2 separate regions of the Drosophila melanogaster genome follow, and region 1 is linked to region 2. Evidence: chromatin contacts called from public Hi-C data. All regions are on one chromosome and are shown on one strand. The core of a region is the stretch at or near the end of the contact, and the rest is flanking DNA. Distances in the headings are between cores, read along the strand shown.

Region 1 (7,110 bases), core at 102-2,601, 2.2 Mb after region 2:
GTTGAGTGTTTGTTTGATAAGGCAAGAACTATTCAAGCTTTTCGGCTTCGGAAACAAAGCTCTCCGGTCAAGGTCTTGGGCTCCCTGTTCCGATCGTAATCGCATATTTTGGGTGTTGCTAGTTGTTGCTATATCTTGGCTTACACGAGGCCATAAATATAGCCGAATGAATAAACAAATTCAGCCGCATTTTATTCACTTTCCTGCCAATTTCTCCTTTTCTCTTGATTTATAATAGTTGCGGCGCACAATGTTTTCATATTTATTTATGTTGCTATATTTTGTACAATCAATTTGCCGAGTAGCCGAATCGCCCCACTGGCTCCAAAGTCCAATTTATTTGTTTTTCTTGTTTATTTCGTTAATGTTTACGAAAGCTTATTTTGGCTTTCCACTATAGTTATATGTATGTTTATGTGTGTGTACGTGTGCTATTAACACACCCCCTTCTAGGAAGTCGAGTCGCATAAAAATTCAGGGCTGTCGCGTCCCGATTTGTTTTTCTACATAGTATATTCAACATGATATCGGTCACGTTTGCTTGTTGTTCTCTTTTTCAAAACAATAATATTTTTTTGTTTTATTCTATAAGACTTTGCTTACGGCTACATCTGTTGTTTACATCATCCAACCACTTCTCGTTAAGAACATGTAATCGGAAAGGCGAAATAAGCGAATGCGATTGTTTACCTTAGATAAGATTTATATAAACACATTTTATTGAGCAATATCCGTGCGATCAGCCCCATACGTATTAACTATTAAGTTGGCCAATTTCATTACGGCACATCTCTGGCCTTAACTAGTTAATTGCACTTCTACGACTTTTTAAATATTCAACTTTATAAAAAAAAACAGCCATAACTCAAATTGCCTTAGTAAATTAATAAAACTTATCTTTAGACAAACAACGAAACAACTGAATTCGCGTCATACGCATGAAGTCATTTTCGAATCTTTTAATATGGTTGATAGATCAATATCAACGTCAACATCTTTTAAATACTACCCTTTCTACTTTTAACAATAGAACATATGTTTAGACTATGAAATAATCGTTAACTGGTACCTGGTCGGACATGATCAATGATCGTTGTCAGGGTCGTTGTTCATCAATTTGCCCTTGAGGGGGCGTTGGACTTGTAGCACCTCTCAGCTGTTTTTTCACGCGGTTTCTACACCTTTATGAGAACTTTATGAGCACCACACTTCCACCGGAGCAGCGATTCTTATCACGCACACAGGGGCCTCCAGAGGCCTGAATAACACTGATGGGGATGTCGGACTATGTCGAGTTGAACAGGGCTTTAAACTTAGTCTTTTGCTAAATAGGAAGTCGCTTCTGTCACTTTTTCCACTTCCTCCCCGTCGCACAGCGTAAATACAATTAAATCAATTTAAAACAATAAAAGTCGTAGAGCAGTCGCCACAAAGAGAGACAATGATAGAGGGCAGCATCGCGGCAGATAGGAGGTACTGAGACATATTGGGTGTCTCAGCGAATCGCAACTGACCTAAAAGATTATAGAAAGAGATTAAGCAAATGTGCAAGAGATTGCAGCGAAGTGAACTGTACCCGGCAACAAACACGTCACGTTACGGATGTGGTGTTCTCCTCGCTAACAGCTTCTTCGGTTGCCTCAGACTTTGACTGTGCAGCTCCCTCCGCTGGCGATGACTTCTCATCCGCCTTTGTTTTAGGTTCACGCTCGAACAGAATGACCAGCTCGGTGTGCATGGTGTGGGGAAACATGTCAACGGCCACAGCGGACTTTGGGTAGAATGGCTCCCCCTTGTATTGCTTAGACTCCGGTCTGGCCAGCTCGATGAAATTCCGCTTAGCACTGTGCGGATTGCAGGAGACGTAGACCAGACGATTGATGGCATCGGCTGATCGAATTGCGGCTATCGAGCGGTGGTCTGAAAAAAACAAATAAGAAATTTGGAAAGGTATAGCGCTTTGAACCTTAAAATAATTCAGCAAATTTATAATATTTAAGCAACGTAAACTTACGCAGTCCAGCCCTGGGGGGATCCACCACGGCAATAAGATCCAATGGTTTACCCGGCTCCTGATCGTAGAGAGCTTCGCGCACCATACTCTTGATGAAATCATCTGCATTTCCTGTAAAGAACTTTGCATTTTTAATGCCATTCGCTTCCGCATTAAACTCGGCATCCTTAATCGCATCAGGGACGATCTCCACGCCCATCACTTTCTTGCAGTGCTTGGCGAACGCAAGGGTAATGGTGCCAGTACCACAGCAAATATCCAACATAGTTGTGTCCTTAGTAGGAGCAACTAGATCAATGGCCTTTTGATACAACACGTTGGCTCCTTCTGTGTTGATTTGGAAAAAGGCCAGTGGGCTGATTCGAAACTGGAGACCCTGTATGGTATCGGTGATGTGGGTGCTGCCCGAAATGTGTTCCACCGGATTAATCGTCTGACCTGCTTCCCGATGCTTGACATCTTGGTAATACAGAGAGCTGCATTTGTACGGAGCATCATTTGCCAGATCTTCGTAGAAGGACTTCAGTTCTTGCTTAAGTTCAACTTGTTCGTCTTCACTTAAGTTCGAGGAGTATATGCCCGCCACCAGCATTAGTTCACCTGTGGCACTGGAGCACCGCACCATTAGCTGCCGGAAGTGGCCAATATTTCCGTCCGGATTGAAGGGCAAGAACTTGGACTTCCTCACCAAGTCCTGGAAACTGCGAGCAGCCCACTTGGCCTGCTCCGGTAGATGTGGCAAGTCTGCGACCTCGGCTACTTCCACAGATCCATCGCTGTAGCAGCCCAATCTGAAGCCCACAACCACTTCGCCTACGGAGTTCTTTCCCACGGTGAACTCGTTTTTATTTCTATACCCATTAACGGTGGGTGAGGGAAGCACCTCGTGGAATTGGAACTTATCCAAGTGGGGCTTTGCCCGCGGATTGACCTTCCGAAGTTCCTGGGTGTATTTCGCCAGAAGTGCCGACATTTCCTCGGATTTTTGTTTAATCTGCTGGTCGTAGGCAATGTGCGACAGAGGACACGTGGCTTCCACCGCCGTACGTTGTTTCTTGGGCTTTCTCTCCGACTCCTGTTCCTCGGCAGCTCGCTTTTTCTGTAGAGGATCGGCCGAGGCCTTGGCAACATGAGCCTTCAACACCTTTCCCTTCCATTTGTATCCATTCAGGATCTCCAAGGCCCTTTGTTGATCCTCCTGACTGCGGAAGCACACAAAGGCGAACTCTTTTCGAGTTGGAGCCTTGATTTTGGTCACGTCAAATTTGAGGGTGTTTCTCAAAAGCTTCTTAAACTCCTGCAAAGTTATAATGTTGTTATATTCATATAAAGGCTTAGATTTCAACTACCTACCCCAATACCGAAATATCCCATGTTCTTCACTTCAACTTTGAATATTTCCGAAGTGAATTCATTTCGCTCCAAGTAAGCATATTCCTCGCCGGCTTTTCCGGCTTCATCCTCACCATTTGCCAGCGTGGTTTCATCAGCTTTCACTACATTTTCCGAAATCTCTTCGGTCTCTATGCTATTAACCACTCCGTCAGCTGGTATTTCCGCATTGAAACACTCCATTTGCTTAAAAGAAGCCGATTTATTAAGGAAAATGAAATATAAACAGAAAGAAAACACGTGAAGATGCAACAGTGTGACCGTCCAGTCTAAAATGTATATAAACACCAGCGGCTATGCCGGTGGTGGGTGTCTTCGCTAAATAATATCAACATTTTCTAAAATACATAAAACTCTTCTACAGGCTCTCAAAAGATAACGGATACATAACACACTTGGCGCCAAATTCGAAACATCATAAGAAAGGCAAGAGTCGAAATCTAGGTTATTATAGCAAGGTCAATAAGGCAGTGTATTTCTGCGTAAGGAAGTAAGATCTAGTTGACACATTGGTTGTTTATCAGATCCATCCAAATGATGGGAAATTAAATATGGAATAAGTTTGCATTCCGATTCATGACGAACGGCCAAAAAAATTAACGTTCCTGAAAATCTGCAAGCCAAATAAAATAACCCATTTTTGTTTTGGTTTGCATACTTTGGCAGCTTTATTCTTAAATTGATTAGTTATCCAACTAAAGGGTATATGATAATCGAGCATACCGACACTAGCGTTCCTTCTGCTTAATTCTCAACTGGTTCAAAGCGCTCAAGCGCAGAACTCAAAATGACTTGTCGTTCCAACAACAATTGTTGCATTTCCGGCTCGTGCTTCATGATGTTTCGAATTTCTCTGAGCATTTCCGCCGCGTTTCTCAGCTTCTCCTCGCAATCCAATGGGTCTTTCGAGCGCAGAGCCTGCGTCACTAAAGCTTCCTCCATGTCTATGAGCAGATTGCCCCGGAATATGCTCCAACCGCCATCGAAAATGTCGGCCAGTTTAAGGAGTTCCTCACATAGTTGCAGTTTTCTGTTCAGCGATTCTCCAGAAAGTTCTGAAACAAAGAGTTTCTTACAAAAATGCATAATTAAAATTAAATATTTTTATTACCCTCCATTGCGAATCCCGGAGCACTTCCGTATAGTTGAGTGAGAGCATATTTGGCCTGCAAAATGTGGGTATTGGTCTCATGGAGATCAGCACGATGGCGATAAATGAATTCCTCGAGAGCAACGGGAGTCGTTTTGTCCAATGACTCCAATTCTTGCTGAAGCTCCGCATCTGAGGTAACCACATCCTTCGCCGATCTTTTAAAATTGCACAACTGACACTTCCAGGGCGCAGAGTTTAGAAGGGGATTCAGTGATATAATCTACAAGAGGGCAGGAAATTGTTATATAAAGAACTATAATCGAATATGTATGTAACAGGCATAAGGGAGCGTTTCAGAGCCTTTAACGTAAATATATTATTGATCAGGATCGCCAGCCGAGCCGATCTTATCATGACCGCCACGTCTTTGGCGTTACTAGAAACTGCATGCTTAATCTAGATTCTAGCTTTAAAAGTTTGGGAGATTTCGACATTCATAGGGAAAAACAGGCGAACAGACAGACGGACGGACATTAATGGTTCTGAATTTCCGAAGAGGTTTGTTGTTGACGAAAACCCCAGTCGGAAATTTCCTTTCTTATTGCTGTACAAATGCTTCCTTAGATCTGATCTTACTTTTCCTGCCTTGCATTTGAGACACGTTTGGGCTCCTGCAAAGCTGCCCAACTCCTCGGGATCCTGACACCTGGCGCATGAACAGTCGAAGCACTTGGCCTGCCTGAGGTGAACTCTTCTTTGAATGGTGCTCCTCAGGGGTTGGGTGTAGGAAATGCTCAAAATTTCTCCCTTGGCTATCTTCCTCTTGGCCAGGAAGACAATGTTCATGTCGTCATCGAAACGATGCCTCATATTCGGAACGCAGTCGTGCGAGATCATCGCTGCTCCAGGATAGAGAGCTCGGATTTTTCTCCTTTCCCTGGGTTGTCTGACCTCAAAGGTGTTTGTGTCCAGTATAGCGGCTATGCGCAGGATATCCATCTCCGGCCAATCCTTCATGCCCAATACAGTCTTTATGAAGGTGATGAGATTGGCACGTAAGACTTGGTACAGCGGAGTCTCCAGGCGCTCCTTCAGGTGATCCTCCAGGTTGTAAAGCTTGAGGAAGGCATCGGGATCTTTGTCTTTAAGATGCATGCAGCGGAGCAGCATGATCACACAGTAAGCCGACTCCTTTCGCTCCTCCTCTCCAGGCACATAGTTTATTTTGGACTGAAAGTTGCTACCCGACATTAGCTGGCACTCAGCCTTGTGATGGACAGAGTCCTCGCACTCTTTCCCACACAGAGGCCAACTGCAGGAGCTGCATTTGTGGTAGTTACCGCGGGGTTTCCCGGGAGCCAAAAGATTTCTGTGGCAACCCAAGCAAAGGGGAGCAGACGCGACTTTTGGTCCCAAAACCAGAGGAGCTTCCTTCAAGATTTGCTCTCCGATTTTAATGTCCCTGGTTGCCCTAAGATGCCTGCCCAAAACTTCATTGGTGGCTATTTCGAAGCACTGGCATTCCGATCTGTGACCTTTCTTCCAATGCTCCTTCTGGTGCTCCCGACTGCAATAGACCACGTTCCGGCAGGCGGCGCACAACTGGGATGCCTTGGCCTGACACAGGGCGCAGGATGTCAGCGAAGTGGAAGCCATCGCAAGCAACCTACTCCAGCAGTCAGAAGATCTTTGATTGATCTCCTATATATCTCCCACTAATCTGTGTTTGCGTAATGCCCCGCGGTTGAAATTTCACTGAGCAGGCAACCAAACAGTTTTCAGTGCTCCGTCTTCGGATTCTACTCGCGATCTGATGGCGAGAACATTTTCCTTTGTGTCTCCGTCTGCTGCCAAAAAATAGACGCTCGAGCGGATTTGGATCTCTCTCTGTCACATGGCGCACGACTATTTAAAATTAGACCTCTGTGTCGTGTTGCCTGAAAACCAAGACAATGTCCAATTTGTTGGCAGCCGGTAATATTTATTCATGCCTAATGTTTATAGAGTTCCACGGCGAGAGAGCGTTTGCATCAGCCCAACGGTCAGCTTTTTATTGGCCAACTAATCCGCCGGCGGCAGCGGATTTTTCAATTGACTTTGGATTGAAGAGGAAAAGTGAATCTACAGACGATACTTTCGAAATGTTCATACAGTACTCTAAATGGAAATACTAAATATATTTACGCCAAAATATTTTTTGACGTGCAGTTTGACAATCCAATATTATGCAGAAATTAGTTTTCCCTCCCATACCCGCCATACTTTCATTCACTTTATGATTAAAAAAAAAGGTTGAACAAGTTTCTTTTTAGCAATTCAATAATTTATTTAGTATTTCTCATAAATTGTCTATATATATTTATATATACCTTTATTCATATGCAATTAATTAATATATTGTTTAATTGGAAATCAGTCTTTTTTATGTAAATAAGAGTTAAATGCATTTTGTTTTTGTGCTTCTTTTGTTTGTTTGATTGATTGGATTGGTAACTCGATTGTTTGACAGATGATGTAATTAAAAACAAGTTTTAAAATAATAATTGAACTACGATTTGTGTTGGTGGTCGTTGTGGTTTAGTACTTAGTTGCATTGTTTCTTGTCTTGTTT
Region 2 (6,953 bases), core at 3,811-6,310:
GTTAGTTCAGTTTATATTTGCCTGCAAAAAAAATAGTACAAATAAATTGCAATTTTATTCCACTTATTTTGTAGCGCTGTTGCACTTGAAACTGATTTTTGCACGTTGCTCAGCTATTTGTATCGCCATTCGTTTTACACTATTTTCAAACACACACACACACATACATTTATGCACTGCTAGATATTTTAGGTAACTATTTCTATTTTATCCCGTTGCTGGCACACGCGACACTGACGGCTGCTCACAAGCGAATGAGCGACGTTCGAGCAGCGCAGCAGCGTAGAGCCCCACAGCCCCCAAGATCGCGATCGGACTCTCTCCTCGAAAAGGTGGGGAGCACTCGTCCCCACGATCGCTCGACTATATAGTATCTCCCTCTCTCTCCCGAGTTGCGCACGCAATCAGAGGCCTGATTCAATTCTGAATCAATATCATGTAATGCAATTGTGCTTATCAGAAAAGTATTTACAGGAGAGTTCCAGTAATTAAAAACATGAGAATTGCTATTTTTATATTTTACTTTTTAAAATATATTACTTATATCTTCTTGAGTAATTTTGTTTTTATTGCGTATTTTAGCGGCATTTTTTTCCTTCTCACAAACGAATAGCTGTAGTTGTTCGCATTCTCCAGAGCTTTGTTTACCCTTTAGTTTTCTAAGCACCTTTTCAGTTGAATGGGCTTGCTAAATTGCTCCCCAATAGACAGTTCGACGATCGATGATAGATCGTGCAATTGATTGACAGTGTGGTTGAACAATCATTGCATCCAGAAGTGGAACCTTGAATACCTTGAATGGGCGCATGTACGTAATGCAACAAAATCGCCCCATATTTACACTTTTTTTATCGAACTAGGAACGGCAGCGGTCTATAATCGTTAAACGTTATCAAATGCAATGGCGAAATGATTTATACGGCGTCACAGTGGACATGCATGACAATAACAAAATGCTTTTAAATGTGATTTGCAATAAATTCGTTTGAGCAAAGCAATTTCAAATATGCAAAACAAACAACCGAATGAGTTTTGTTTTTCAGCAAAATACCGATAGCTAGCTGTTGTTAAAGGATTATAATTTTAGATATTTTGTGTTAAATTCCAAGATCTTTGACAGATCAGCTCGACAATTATTAATTGTCGCACAAGGCACAATAATATAATTTACATATCTCTCTATGGGGTCTTTCAACTTTCGGCCAGAGAAATGCATTTGAAAATACGCATTTGTTCGAAACACTTTTTGCTCTTTTTGAGCGACGATATAAATAGATTCTCCATAGGAAGAATTGTTGGTCCCGAACTCATTTTCAAAATTTTCCACTGCTTGTTGCGCTTGATTAAATTTTTAGCAAATACCTTCTTCCCAAAATAGTACATAATTTAGTGGCATTCGTTTAATTAGTCCCACATAAAGTTATCAATCAAAAGCCCAAGTGTCTACAAAAAAAAAAAAAAAAAAAAAAAACAGAAGTGCTAGATTAGTTCCAAGTACATGGATTCGGTTCCCTTGCTCTATAAGAAATCGTTTCCCATCGTATCAAAGACTTTCTATTGTGCTCTAGAGGCGGCGACTGAATCAAGAGTCGCATGAATTATAGGCAAGTTCAAAGTCTCAGAGAGCGATCGGAATTATCTGGCCGGGGCTACAACGTCACATCGCAATCTTCGGCGAACCATTCGGGTGACACATTCTCCCGTCTCGCCACTTGGGGCATTTAAAGAGGAGCCGGCCATATTATGGGGGGTACGGAACCGGTTCCCGGCTGCACCTCCAAGATAAGTGCCGAAAATTTGTCAGGCGAGATAACATTCTCTATTGCGAAGAATCTACCTGCTTACAGAGTACGGTGGGTATATGTGATCATGCGTTGATTGTTGATTCTTAATTATTCAGTATTTAATTTAGATATATGAACAAAAGGGTTCATTGATATAAACTAGTTGATTCATAAGAAAGAATAGGTTAAATTGGAAAAAGTTACTTTATAATGGAATGTGCAGCTTTTTTTTTTTAACAATATCTATATTATGCACAAGGGGTATTAACAATTTCGATTAGCATCTTCATCCGAACTTCTTGTGTTTCTTAGATCTTTTCTTTTTATTTCGCTTTGGTATCAGGCGTTTAGCATGTGCCAGCCGAGTGTCTGCGCCTGAAGGGAAAGAGGAAGTCGAAATTCTCATTCACTATGTTTTATTTTCTTTTTTATAAGTTAATAAACTTTGGCATACCGCTCGCCCGTGTCCACCCCTGCGATTTCATACAGCAGATAAGACTCATTCACGGCACTAGCACGAAAAGCCTAATGGCACAGTGAACTTCACTTGGGGGTTTTGGGGTTTGGGAAGGTTTTTTCCTTTCCGATTCCAATGGGTATGGGACCCAACCCAGCGCAGAGATTACGGCGTTCCATTGGGGGGAGCCATGCCACAAGGCGTTATTCACGATTTGCATGCGTGATAGCGGGGAATGGTCTATAAATATACACATGTTCGATTTCTGGCTGCAGGCGTAATACAATCACGGAGTGATAAGAATTGTGAAACGCAAAAATGTGACGTAGATGGGACAATAGCCCTCAACGTGTCTCAATATCTATATCTATCTATGATCTGATTTATCTGATTTGGGTGCAGTGGAAAAGTTTTGACCTAAGATAACATCAAAACCGAGTCGCAAAAAGTACGATATACGAAAGAAGAAATTTTGGTAGCTTATTATGGCACCGCAGAGAGTCAATAAAACTTGATAATCATGACTTGAATAAAACGCATATCTGCGTTTGTGTGTGCAGAAGCAAAGGTTGTAGTAAAGTCGTATGTTCTTATTATAGAAGAGATAAAATATGCAAAAGAGCCACGTTAAGCCATCAAAGATATATTAGATACTCATGGAAAACCGCAAAAACAAATGCTTAATCACTATGTGTTGATCATGACGCAAGGATAAAAATGGATTTCAAATCTATGAGAGGTTTAAAAACCTTTTCACAACTTCATATCTGTCATCCGGATTGACAACTTATCAATATTCCTATTTAATTTCCTTCAAATTTCCGCCGTTCTAATTGCATAACTTTCCGAGTGCGTCAGACCAATAGATGGCTATTTTCAGAGTTCACAATAATGCTGGCAAAACGGATATATATATGTATCCATAAGAACCAGCCCGCTGACGGTCGGAACATAAATTCCTGCGGAATTATCGATCACGTGTCGAATGGCATTTGCAAATTGTTTTGACATTTCATCCGACTAAGAGAGCAGTTAGTTCGTTTAATTATTTCCTACTAATTGGTGGAGACACCCTGTTCTTAAGTCCGATCCCAAGTCAACGTAAATATTTTCACTTCCATTTCGACAGAAGGAAAGAGGAGAAAAAATAAAGAAACGAAATTGAATATAGCAAACAAGTCTGCAGACTACCAGATGAGAATAGATCGCACAATGGAGGAGCGACCGGATGATACGGAGAGATATGTATATGTAGCCATAGATATAGCCAGCACCATTGCGTTCCATTGGCTCAAAGCCCAAAATGCGACAGCCGCGTGTGGCCCACATCCACAAACATAGGAGAGATATCCGTGCATTACGATAAGTACGCACATCTATAGATATTCAACGCAGATATTATATACTTATGATGTAAACAAGACCAGGCAACAAGTTTCAATAACCCCGAACGCAGAAATAAACAAATAAATTATGCGTCGACAACGTTGCGTGTGGTTAGTACGCTAAGTGATGGGGCATGCCACGGGACCATTATCGTGGGATAATTACAATAGGCGGTCCTAATGGGTGCCAGGATCCCACACAATGACAAGACCATTAGCCCCACCCAAGAACTTTCTTCCGTTGCACAATCTAAAAAAAACGGTGGAAAACCCAACTCCGGTAGCCGCCGACGCTATAAACTTTATTTTCCAGCGATTTACGATATAGCCTAGGCCAAAATTGAAAAGGGGGATCCATTGGGGGGGTGGTTATATTGCCGCTATAAATGCGCATTATCTGACCCGGCTGGGCGCTTATCAGGCAGTCGGGGCCAACTTCATTGGTACCCCCGTTGTTTTATGGCCTCCAACCTGTGCACTTGAGTCAGCTGTGCAAAGTTTTCGCCGCGGATTCCGATTCCGAAAGGGATCACCTCAATTGCTTTAAAAATAGCAACAATTGGTTTTCATTATCGGACGGTCGCGTGTTTAATTAGAGAATCAACTGTGCATCTTGCGGTTGGTTTTTTTATTGCGCCTCGGAATTACGTATTAGTAATTACAATTATGAGAACTTTTTTATCTACACTCACAGCGGGCTCTAGAGCTGATAATTAGCCTTGTTCGAAAGCCCTTATAATAACAAAAAATCAGTCAATTTGCTGATAACTCACTTTAGCTTTGATTAAATGATAAAGATCAATAGATCGAAGGGCCGTTCTTACACTAAAGTAAAATATTTTGGTAACTAATTAAACTTGAACCATTGAAGGTCCAAGTTAAATTTGTATATGATAAGTGCTAATCGATGGTCAATTATCATGGCTTCTATAATCGTGCACTACTGTCAAACATCAAAGGCATTCATGTTTAGATTTCAGATATTAAGAAATTTAATTAAATTAACTTCTTTAAATATGGTTTCAGAAATATTTGGACTTTACTACGTACCAAGCACTTATTCTTATGATTTAGCATTGAAAAGTTTCCAATTGCTCAGTTTATTTTCCCCATAAATTTCTGTCTGTCCGGAGAAATTTATCGCAGCTGCTTGCTATTTATGGCATAGGTGCGGTCCGCTCCCCACCACCGCCCGCTAATTGCGACGGGACTATCGTTTGCAGTCAATAAACAAGCAACATCGCAATTTACATTAGTTTCCAATGACCGTATCTGGTTGGGATGGGATTGCACATTTTGGGTACGTTGCCAGGCCCTCGCAATCCCCCCCAATCTCGCAATGTCTAGATAAACAGAGTTATGTAAATGGAAACCAAGAAAATTGCAGCGGGGAGCGATGGGGTACCGGGTATTGAGTTCTGGTCGCTTCTGTTTGCTATTTGTCATAAGAGAACTCGGGACCGTGCTTATCAGCAATCCACTCAACTACGCATACGTAATCCTCCCTATGAAATATCAATCAGTTCTAACCGCAATTGTTTAAAAGTCAGGAGCACAGAAGCCAAATATACTCACAAGAATTTGCTTAATCAATTTGTGACGGATTTCAGCATATTGTTGGACAGACGCTTTAAATCTAATAATAAATAAACTCATTTAAAAACATAACAAGCAAACATTTATGTCAAAAACATTTTGACGTTTTCGAAAAGCTTTAAAACATGTTCCTTGCAGTTTCTATTGCACATTTAACTGCTGATCAGTGAATTAGTCAATGAATGACAACAGAAAAGGTATTTTTTAGGACACAAATAAAATTTTACTGGTTTTAAAAACTTTTATTTTTTAAGGTTATGGCATCAAGAGTAATCTGATTAATATAATGCTATCATAATTGGTGGAGGCAATAACCATCAATATAACTGATTTAATTTAGAGGCTGCGACGCAATTGAAAAGTTTTCCGTTCGGGAACTCACTGAACCGATAAACCAAACTTGCGGCGCCACCATATTTCAAGCGAGACCGCAAAACATATTTAATTTCAAAGGGGATGCGGAATTTGCTTTGGGGGCATGACTACTTTGCTGACTTTTCAATAAGAATACGAATGTGTTTAGCTTTCATTTTCATCTTCACAAATCTGCGATAAGCCCGAAAAGGGCTCTAAACGCACTCAGCAGCAAAAAGGAGACTTGGTTCACACTTCCGGTAAAATCTCTGACAATCTTTTCTTAAGTCCATTGTCTACGCTTTTTATTTGCTCACTCAGTTTTGCACAATCCTTTTTAAGTGCTGGCACATAAAAACACACACATTAAGCGGTAATAAAACAAAGGCAAGAACGACGTTATCCTTTAAATTCAAGTGCAATTGAATTGTGAAAGCCTTTCTTCGTGCGGGAAAATAGCAAAATGCGGCGTTGATTGCATAACCGTTATGTCAGGAGAGCAAACCGGGCTGAGAGAGCGTACTTGGGGAAGCTGCCACCCCACACTCACCCACGCAGAGAGAAAGTTTAAATGTCAAGGGGCAGTGACGTAGTAAGGCAAACTTCGACGCCCACGTTTATAAATAGAAGGTGGAAAAAAATGTTTTTTTCATGAATATAAAATACAATGTGACAATAAGAACTTTATTCACCTTAAGATGCAGTAAATATACATAAGTGAAATGGATTTTTGTTTAATAATAATCTGTAGCACATTTTTAAGGTGTCAATATATTTTCTCAGTGTAATAAAGGACACTCAAGCACAAATACAGATACACAGTGGCTGTCATTAATTTTGATGCGGCAATTAGGCAGAGCGATTTGCGGCATTCGGTAGCCACAGACTTTCAGCAGTCACTGTTCTCGACGAGAGGGAAATGAAAAAAGATCGGATAAAGGGATGGGCGAGGGCGGTCGGTGGAGCGGCGAGGAAGAAATCACTGCCATGGCCCTTTGAAGCAGAGGAGAACGGAGCTAACCTTACTCTGACCTTGATGCGGAGCGAGCGGGAGAGCAGAGCAGCTGTCTGCATCACAGTACAAGGGGAAGGGGCGGTAAATAGCGAAACAAGATTCACGAATGAAGCACAGCACAGCCCATAAAATAGTCAACGAGCAAGAAGAAGATGAAAGGGGTGGGGGCAACATCAAGAACAGAACTTCGTAGCGGCAAAAAACAAGTACAAGAAGGAGAAGCTTGCGGCAGGGCGGTAAATAACAGTGCAGGCCATTGCCATAGGTCCGATCAGTTATATCGCAGCCCGTTTGTGGTATTACTTATTTTATGATTACTTTATTTTTTATTTACATTACAAATACCTATTTTTAATTGATTT

What was found. A called contact is a pair of places that touch in the nucleus more often than the background predicts.
Region 1: a Hi-C map of the Kc167 cell line shows a contact between it and region 2, with 2.5 times the contacts expected there.

What each region holds. Positions count from the first base shown.
Region 1 is chr3L:18,996,932-19,004,041 of dm6, forward strand. It overlaps CG18135, which reads right to left and starts at 1,352. Exons shown (of 2, transcript NM_176346.2): 1 at 1,070-1,352. The coding sequence starts at 1,081. It overlaps CG3808, which reads right to left and starts at 3,677. Exons shown (of 4, transcript NM_140826.2): 1 at 3,368-3,677; 2 at 2,015-3,311; 3 at 1,577-1,920; 4 at 944-1,514. The coding sequence starts at 3,589. The coding sequence ends at 1,592. SmydA-2 (SET and MYND domain containing, arthropod-specific, member 2) reads right to left here and starts at 6,321. Exons shown (of 3, transcript NM_140827.3): 1 at 5,136-6,321; 2 at 4,518-4,779; 3 at 4,054-4,461. The coding sequence starts at 6,155. The coding sequence ends at 4,151. It overlaps nkd (naked cuticle), which reads right to left. Exons shown (of 5, transcript NM_080049.3): 5 at 6,810-7,110.
Region 2 is chr3L:16,799,934-16,806,886 of dm6, forward strand. It overlaps nudC (nudC,), which reads left to right and starts at 5,061. Exons shown (of 6, transcript NM_001259876.1): 1 at 5,061-5,419. CG9674 reads right to left here. Exons shown (of 15, transcript NM_176339.2): 2 at 1-21.